2 separate regions of the Mus musculus genome follow, and region 2 is linked to region 1. Evidence: chromatin contacts called from public Hi-C data. All regions are on one chromosome and are shown on one strand. The core of a region is the stretch at or near the end of the contact, and the rest is flanking DNA. Distances in the headings are between cores, read along the strand shown. Region 1 overlaps Hdac4 (histone deacetylase 4). Region 2 has its middle 35 kb from the start of Gm35992.

Evidence for each region. Hi-C and Micro-C count contacts between places; a contact is called where the count stands out from the background.
Region 2: a contact with region 1 is called in a Hi-C map of myocytes, with 1.8 times the contacts expected there. The contact joins two enhancer-like sites. A contact is called at or near these places in 5 of 484 Hi-C or Micro-C datasets (the G1E-ER4 cell line, bone marrow-derived macrophages, myocytes and 2 more) and 1 of 9 other capture datasets (adipose tissue).

The regions. Positions count from the first base shown.
Region 1 is chr1:92,128,818-92,132,118 of GRCm38.p6, forward strand. The region is part of intron 2 of Hdac4 (histone deacetylase 4); the gene reads right to left. Among named protein-coding and RNA genes, the nearest start is that of Hdac4, 50 kb to the right of the region's middle. Within about 2 kb of position 1,729, at least 154 of the 459 cell types and tissues checked have an H3K27ac peak or open chromatin away from gene starts, as enhancers often do. A contact at or near this core is called in myocytes, where this site is marked.
Region 2 is chr1:92,342,603-92,345,857 of GRCm38.p6, forward strand. No RefSeq gene overlaps it. Among named protein-coding and RNA genes, the nearest start is that of Gm35992, 35 kb to the right of the region's middle. Within about 2 kb of position 1,454, at least 22 of the 459 cell types and tissues checked have an H3K27ac peak or open chromatin away from gene starts, as enhancers often do. A contact at or near this core is called in myocytes, where this site is marked.

The sequences.
Region 1 (3,301 bases), core at 479-2,978:
CCTCTGAATTCAGGGATTACAGGAATGTGTTGCTACACCCAGGCAAAGGCTGTAACTGATATATAAAAGTGTTCAAGACACACTAAATGAAAGACCTCAGGAAGAATGGGGAACCCACCATAGGTGCCATGTGTTGTTAGGAAGAGTAAGGCTAACTGGGAAACTCAGGACCTTTACAAGCTAACAGCTACTGCCTCTGTGGCTTTAGAGGCCCACTTCCATGTTATCCTAAGACTCCATACAGCAAATGGAGTCAGTGGAGCAGTTCCCATGAATACCCTGTCCACAGAGAACATTCTGCTCTCATTCCTAAGAGAAGCACACAGACCCAAGACTTTCCCAGGCTCAAGGAACCACTGAGACCACATCACCTGCAATAGTACCCCCCACCACACACACACACACACACACACACACACATACACACACACACACTTCCAGGAAAAGCCTATGATGACTGATTAACTGCCTATACTAAACATGTTTCAAAACCAGAGACTGTAGAACCCCCAGAAGCCACAGGGACCTGGGGTCTCATAAGCTGAGCCCTGCTTGGCTCTGTTCTCTCAGCTGCACCTGAACATTTGTCCCAGCCATGGGGCCTCACCACACCTGCAGCAGAAGCTGTACATTCCCAGAAAGGCATAAGGCTTAGGGAACAAATGACATTAACAAGCGAGCTTGAGCCTAATAAGCATTCTTCCACTACCTGGGGTCAGGGGGAAAGCGGCCATGCCTAGCATATAGTTCAGATGTTATGGGAAGCGTTGAACTCTAGCTCCACCATGGCAGAGCCCTAGAACCCACCAAGGGACACTATGGCTAAAACAGGTCACTCTGTCTTTAGCATCACATATGTTAGTATTGCTTACACCCTAGATTTACTTTTCATTCATAAATCTTCCTTAAACTGTGGCAAGGATGTAGAGGTGGAAAATTAGAAGAAAATAATGAAAGACCCTGATAACATGTTCTGCACAGGCTACCTGGGCAAGACCTCACTCAACACTACACTTGTAACTCTGCCTCTGGAGCCTCTAAGGAACTCTGTCTCAAACACAGCATGGCCTGACACAACCATAAAATATGGCCAGGGCCCCCAATATCACCCCTTAGTATCTACAACAGCTGGATTACAGAGGCTACAGCCACACATGTTCCCTAAAGATACCCTAGGAAGCCCTAATGTTTGTGTCTCCCACTGACTGCAGGACAGCAGTTACAAGTCGTTTTCCAGGAGTCTGAAGAAGCTCTGGTGAAACTTCACCTGTTCTGGCCTCTTCTGATATTACACGCCAAGACGAAAAGTGTGTCTTAGACAGAGGGGAGGAAGGAGACAAGAGGAGAGACGGCCTCACCTATGGGTGAGAAGGCCTGATGGGGAGTTCACTGAATTCCTCAGACTTCAGAAAGTTCTGTCCAGACAGCAGGAAACATACTCACTCTCTAGACTCCCCTGATGCTAAAACCACAAGGTGAATCTCACACAGGGACCTTTATAAACTCAAACAGAATGCCAACGGAAGGCAGTAACTGTTCCCAAAGAGTAAAATACCCAGTGGATGTGTCTGGAATGTCAGGGGAGAAACAGCACACAGTCCCATAAATAAGTCACATCTGAGCCTAGCATCCTGGCCCACGAGCACGGCATGCAGGGCAGTTAGGCACTCTCTGAGAGGACTTTGAGCAGCAATAGTCCCTGCCTCTCTTTCTGCAGCTGCCTGTCCTGAGGCTTTGAGGGCAAGTAGGCTTGGCAGGATGTCAGGGGTGGTGGAGCTGGGCCTGGTGTTTATGTCTGATCCAGACGACTGAGGGTTCGTGACGATTTACTGACGCAAGAGCTCCCAAGCACTGCATGCCAGAAATTAATCAGGGGAGGAAGAATTCTTTTTAAGAAACCACTTGGCCTGGGCTACAGGCCTGAGGCTGAGTGTGTAAGCGGAGCCACTCCTCCTCTGGGAGCAGCACACCCAAGTCTTCCAAGCAGCTCCAGGCTGGTAAATCAGGCCCAGGCCCAGGCTGGGGAGGTCCTGCCACAATGCCTGGCTCTGCTGTGGCTGGCCACAGTATCCAGTGGCCTGCCCCAGAGCCAATCTTCTCCCAGAGGCCCCCTTCAGATGGCGTCTGCAAGGCCCCACCAGTGTGCACACTCCATGGTTGGGGTGTCTATAGAAATGACTAGATGCCTCTGATCTTGTAATCTATTGCTATTATCCCTTTCTCAAGAACTGGATTTTAAAGTTTGCAAATCAGGAGACAACCTAAAGATGAGAAAGTTGGAATGTGAGAGATGTAGCCTTTGCAGCAGCAGCAGCCTCCTCCCAGGATGGGATGTGTGCACAAGCGAGGCTTTTTCTGCTACCATCCTCTTTGTACACCCCAGGTGCCATGTGACATCAAATGCATGGTCAACTACATACAACCATGTGACATCAAACACATGGCTAGCCATGCAAAGCCACATCACATCACATGTATGCTTAACTATATACAGCCCTGTCATATCAAATACATGGCTAACTATGCATAGCTATGCCACTTCAAATGCATGGTTCAGTATACACAGCGAGTTATATCAAATGCATATCTAACTATTTACAACCAAGTCACATCAAATGCATGGTTAATGATACTCAGCATGTTACATCAAATGCATGGATTACTCCTTACAAAAGATAAATATGCTTCTAGCATTCTATCTCAAAAAAAAAAATTACTCTAGAGAAGCCATTTTGCACTCCATCTCAAGTGTGAGAGCGCCAAACCATCCATCTGCCAGCCTCTGGTTTATTGTAGCCTTTTGGTCCTTGATTACAATCAGTGTATGAGAATAGGGGAGATCCTAGGACCAAGAACTAAGGTCTTTAACACACCCTGGCCCCACAGGACAAAGGACTTGAGTCACACTTCCACTGCCCAACAAGTAGTCTGTGCCTGGCCCCCCACAACCTGATAGCCACCATACCACCTCCTTCCAAACTACCTCTCAAGGAAACTCCTGAAAGGACTCTTCACTCATGCTAAGAGGACTGGATGGGAAGTCGGGCAGGCAAGCATCACATCACTTACAAGGTACAGCAAAAATCACCTCGTAAAAGATCTGAATAAGAGTTATAAGAGTGGCTCACGGCTTCAGATACAACTCAGCCCACTCCATTTCATGGCATCCTATAAAGCATGGAACACAGAGAACAAAGCCGTCTGGACAGTGCAGAACAGGGGCCCTGAAGAGTAGTCAAACAGCATACCTGTGTCATTAGACTGAAAAACAGGATAACTGGCCCTGGTAACTAAGACCTGA
Region 2 (3,255 bases), core at 204-2,703, 210 kb after region 1:
CCCACACACGTCGTGTCAGCCAGCACTGTGGTAATGTTTTTAGGCACCAAGAGAGGACACAATCTGAAGGTGTCACCAAGGCATCAAGACAGCTACTCCCCCATAGGGCCAGGGGCTGCTGTCATCTAAGTGGCTTTTACTGAAGACTGGCTTGAATTTAAAATCTGATTTGATGCAGGGTAAGAACTAGAAAAACTGTAACCATAGCCTGTGGCTGTACTTCCCGGACTCATTCATGTCAGTGAGACAGACACAGAAGGCCTCTGTATGACCAGGAGACAGTGACCAGGAAAGCAATTGGAAGGTCCTAAGCTCAGGAAAGGGCTGGGGCTTTGAGTTGCTCTGGGCTGGATAGTGGGTCTTATATCAGAGACCTGGCCCTCAAGTGGGGACATAGTGTGAGTGTGGTCGACCAGTAAGCTCCTCTTTGCTACTCTATTCAAAATAAAAACAAACTCACCTTGGGACTGACCTCAGGAATCGGATCCGTGGTTGCTGAATGCTAATGGAGAAGCAGCTTAGTGGCCAGGGCTTGGGGGAAAGGGTCCCTGCTTCCCAGCTGTCACCCACGCTTGGCCTTGGTGGCACCACCCAGCCCTGCTCTCTACCAGGGCTCCTCATAAGCGGAACTGGCACCCATTCCTGTCTGCTTACCACTGTTGTCCCCTTCAGTGCAGTGCATTCCCCTAAAGCGTGTCCCCTGTCCTCATGGTGGCCCTGTCCTCTCCTGCCCTTGGCTCAGTATCCTCAGACCAGGTTGTTCTAACCCCACTTGGTTTCCTCCCCTCAAGCACAGTGGCTGAGTCTATGTCTGATTATGTCTCTCATTTGCACTTTGAACATCGGCAGGCTGTTTTCCTGAGAACCCTAGCTGCCATCCGCTTCCTGCAAGAAACAGCTGGCCCTTTGGAGTGTTGTCATAAGATACCCACCCTATGACTGATGCCAGCTCTTGGGCAATATAGCCTTTGGTTCTTGGTTCTCATGCCCTCTCTCCATGGCCCACACAGAACCTTCTGAGACCGTCTTCTTACTTCTCGAATGCGCTTTCAGTCTCCCACCTCCAGCTCTTCAAATGTAAGCCTTTTATCTCTCTTACCTCTGCCCAGCCAGAAAGCTCTATAGCAAATATATCAGGAATGTCTTCTTGGGGCTGGGTCACTGCCATGCACAACAGCCAGTTGGCAAGAACAAGGGGCTGGTCCCATGATGTTCAGGATGCAGACCAAGGTGGGGGAGAGAATGCAGAGGAGGGAGAGAGGGTGCCAGGGCAGATGCTAAATCTGTCACCAACCTGCAGGTGTGAGGGCCCAGCCTGGGTGTTGGGAGACAAGATAGGTCTCTTTCCTGCCAGAACATCTTCATGGCAGCTCCAGTTCCAAAGGCGTGGGTGACAGCTGGAGTGGCTGACCTCACTCAGTAAACTGAGCTCCACTGTAATCCATCTGCCTACTGGACATGCCAGCACCGGCTCACATAGCTGCCAAGCTTGGTGAGGACTGTGGGTGAGCACTGTTGTCTCTCCCATTTCCCTGCCTCCCTTGGAGTGCACCTCTGGAGACCTGGTCCAGAGAAGTTAATGTGCCCCACGCACACAGTGAGCAGGAAGCTGGGCTACCTCTCATCCTGGCCGGTGTGTTCCTGCCATACCTGGGCTGCCCAGTGCCCCTCTTCACATGTAGCCTTCTGCTCTCCAGCTCTCATTTCTAAAGACAGCCTGAGATATCGGGGTCATATACCATTCTCCGTTCCCAAGGGCTGCAGCACTCTAACATGACTCTCTTGGTGGAAATAGCCTCAGGACCCTGAAAGCCAACCTACCCCAACTTGCAAAGAAACTGGTAGACTCTGAGGCTCACCCTTCTCTCCAGTTCCTCAGATGTCTGGATTTCCAGCCCTTTCTCTCTTGCTCCACCCTCCTTGTTCCTGGGGCACTAAGGCAATTGCAGATGCCTATGAGAAGAGCCGCTCCCCTCTGCACAGCCAACCTTGAGGCTTTCAGGAGGGCTCCACCCACTCCTGATCACCCCAAACTACCTGGTTCAGTCTGTAGTTGGGAGTTGAGGATTTGGGGTGGAGTAGGGCACGTAGATAGGAGTTGAGGCTGCAGAAGCTACAGTGCTCCATGGTACAAGCTTTAGAGCCCAGGCTGTGGGCAGAGATCATAGAGGGTCTAGGACCCCTGAGGCAGAGAATGGAGTTGGAGGCTAGATTGTGTGCTAGAAGCAGTGGAGGAATTAGCTAGGGGAGGAGGATCCAGGCAAACTAAATGCTGGAGAGTGATAAAGGGACTTTTCCTTCCCACTGAGGCCCAGGGCTAGTGCCTGCCTGGCTGCTGGGGGGCCAGGACCCAGAGACAGCTAGTCTTCTTCTGTTGTAGTGATGTCCCCAGCCCAACAGATACTGTATGGGAACTGCCAGACCTATGAGTCTTGAACAAGCCAGGAACCGAGCAGATCTGCTGGGAATGCCTAACAGAAGCCCTCCAAGCTCCTTACCCCTATTACCATGAGTGAAGGATACCTCCTTCCTTGGATAAGATATGGGACTCCCCATCATCCCAGTTAACTCTAATGGAGGGCTGATAGTCACCATTCTGGGTCAGGACTGATGGTCACTCAGGTCTGGTTAAGTATCAGACTGTGGCTGGAATACAGGTCACTGGGTCCCACAGGTCACATGGTGCTTTGGAACTGGCCCTCCCTACCTTCTTCTGGGTATTTGAACCTGCCTCTACTTCCTCATCTTGCTCTCACTGCAAAGCCATGCCTCTTCTCTCTGCCTGGAGCTGGGCCCCTCCCCACACTGAGAGAAAGCACAACCACACAGGTTTGATGGGGCAGAATCCAAGTTTCAGGCAAGACGTGGCTTAGAAGCCTTCACTCTGCCCATCCCCCCTGCTGTCCACATGCCAGATGTTCAAGGCGAGTGTCACTGGTCCACACAGCCTATGAGACACCAACAGTCAGCTTGTGAAAGTGGGCTGCCCCTTCCTCGGGGTTGCAAAGTGAAAGGCAGCCCCACTTCTCAGCTCCTCATCACCAGTGTGAGAAACTGAGCAGGGCCTGGTCCCCAGCGAGTACAGAGTAAGTTCCGAGTTCTTGAGCAGCAGTTCTCAACCTGGAGGTCTTGACCCCTTTGTGGGGTTGCATATCAGATATTTACATTATGAGTCATTTAAAAGTAGCAAAATTACACTTATGAAGTAGCAAGGAAATAATAACACAAGGAACTGTATTAAAGGGTTACAGCACC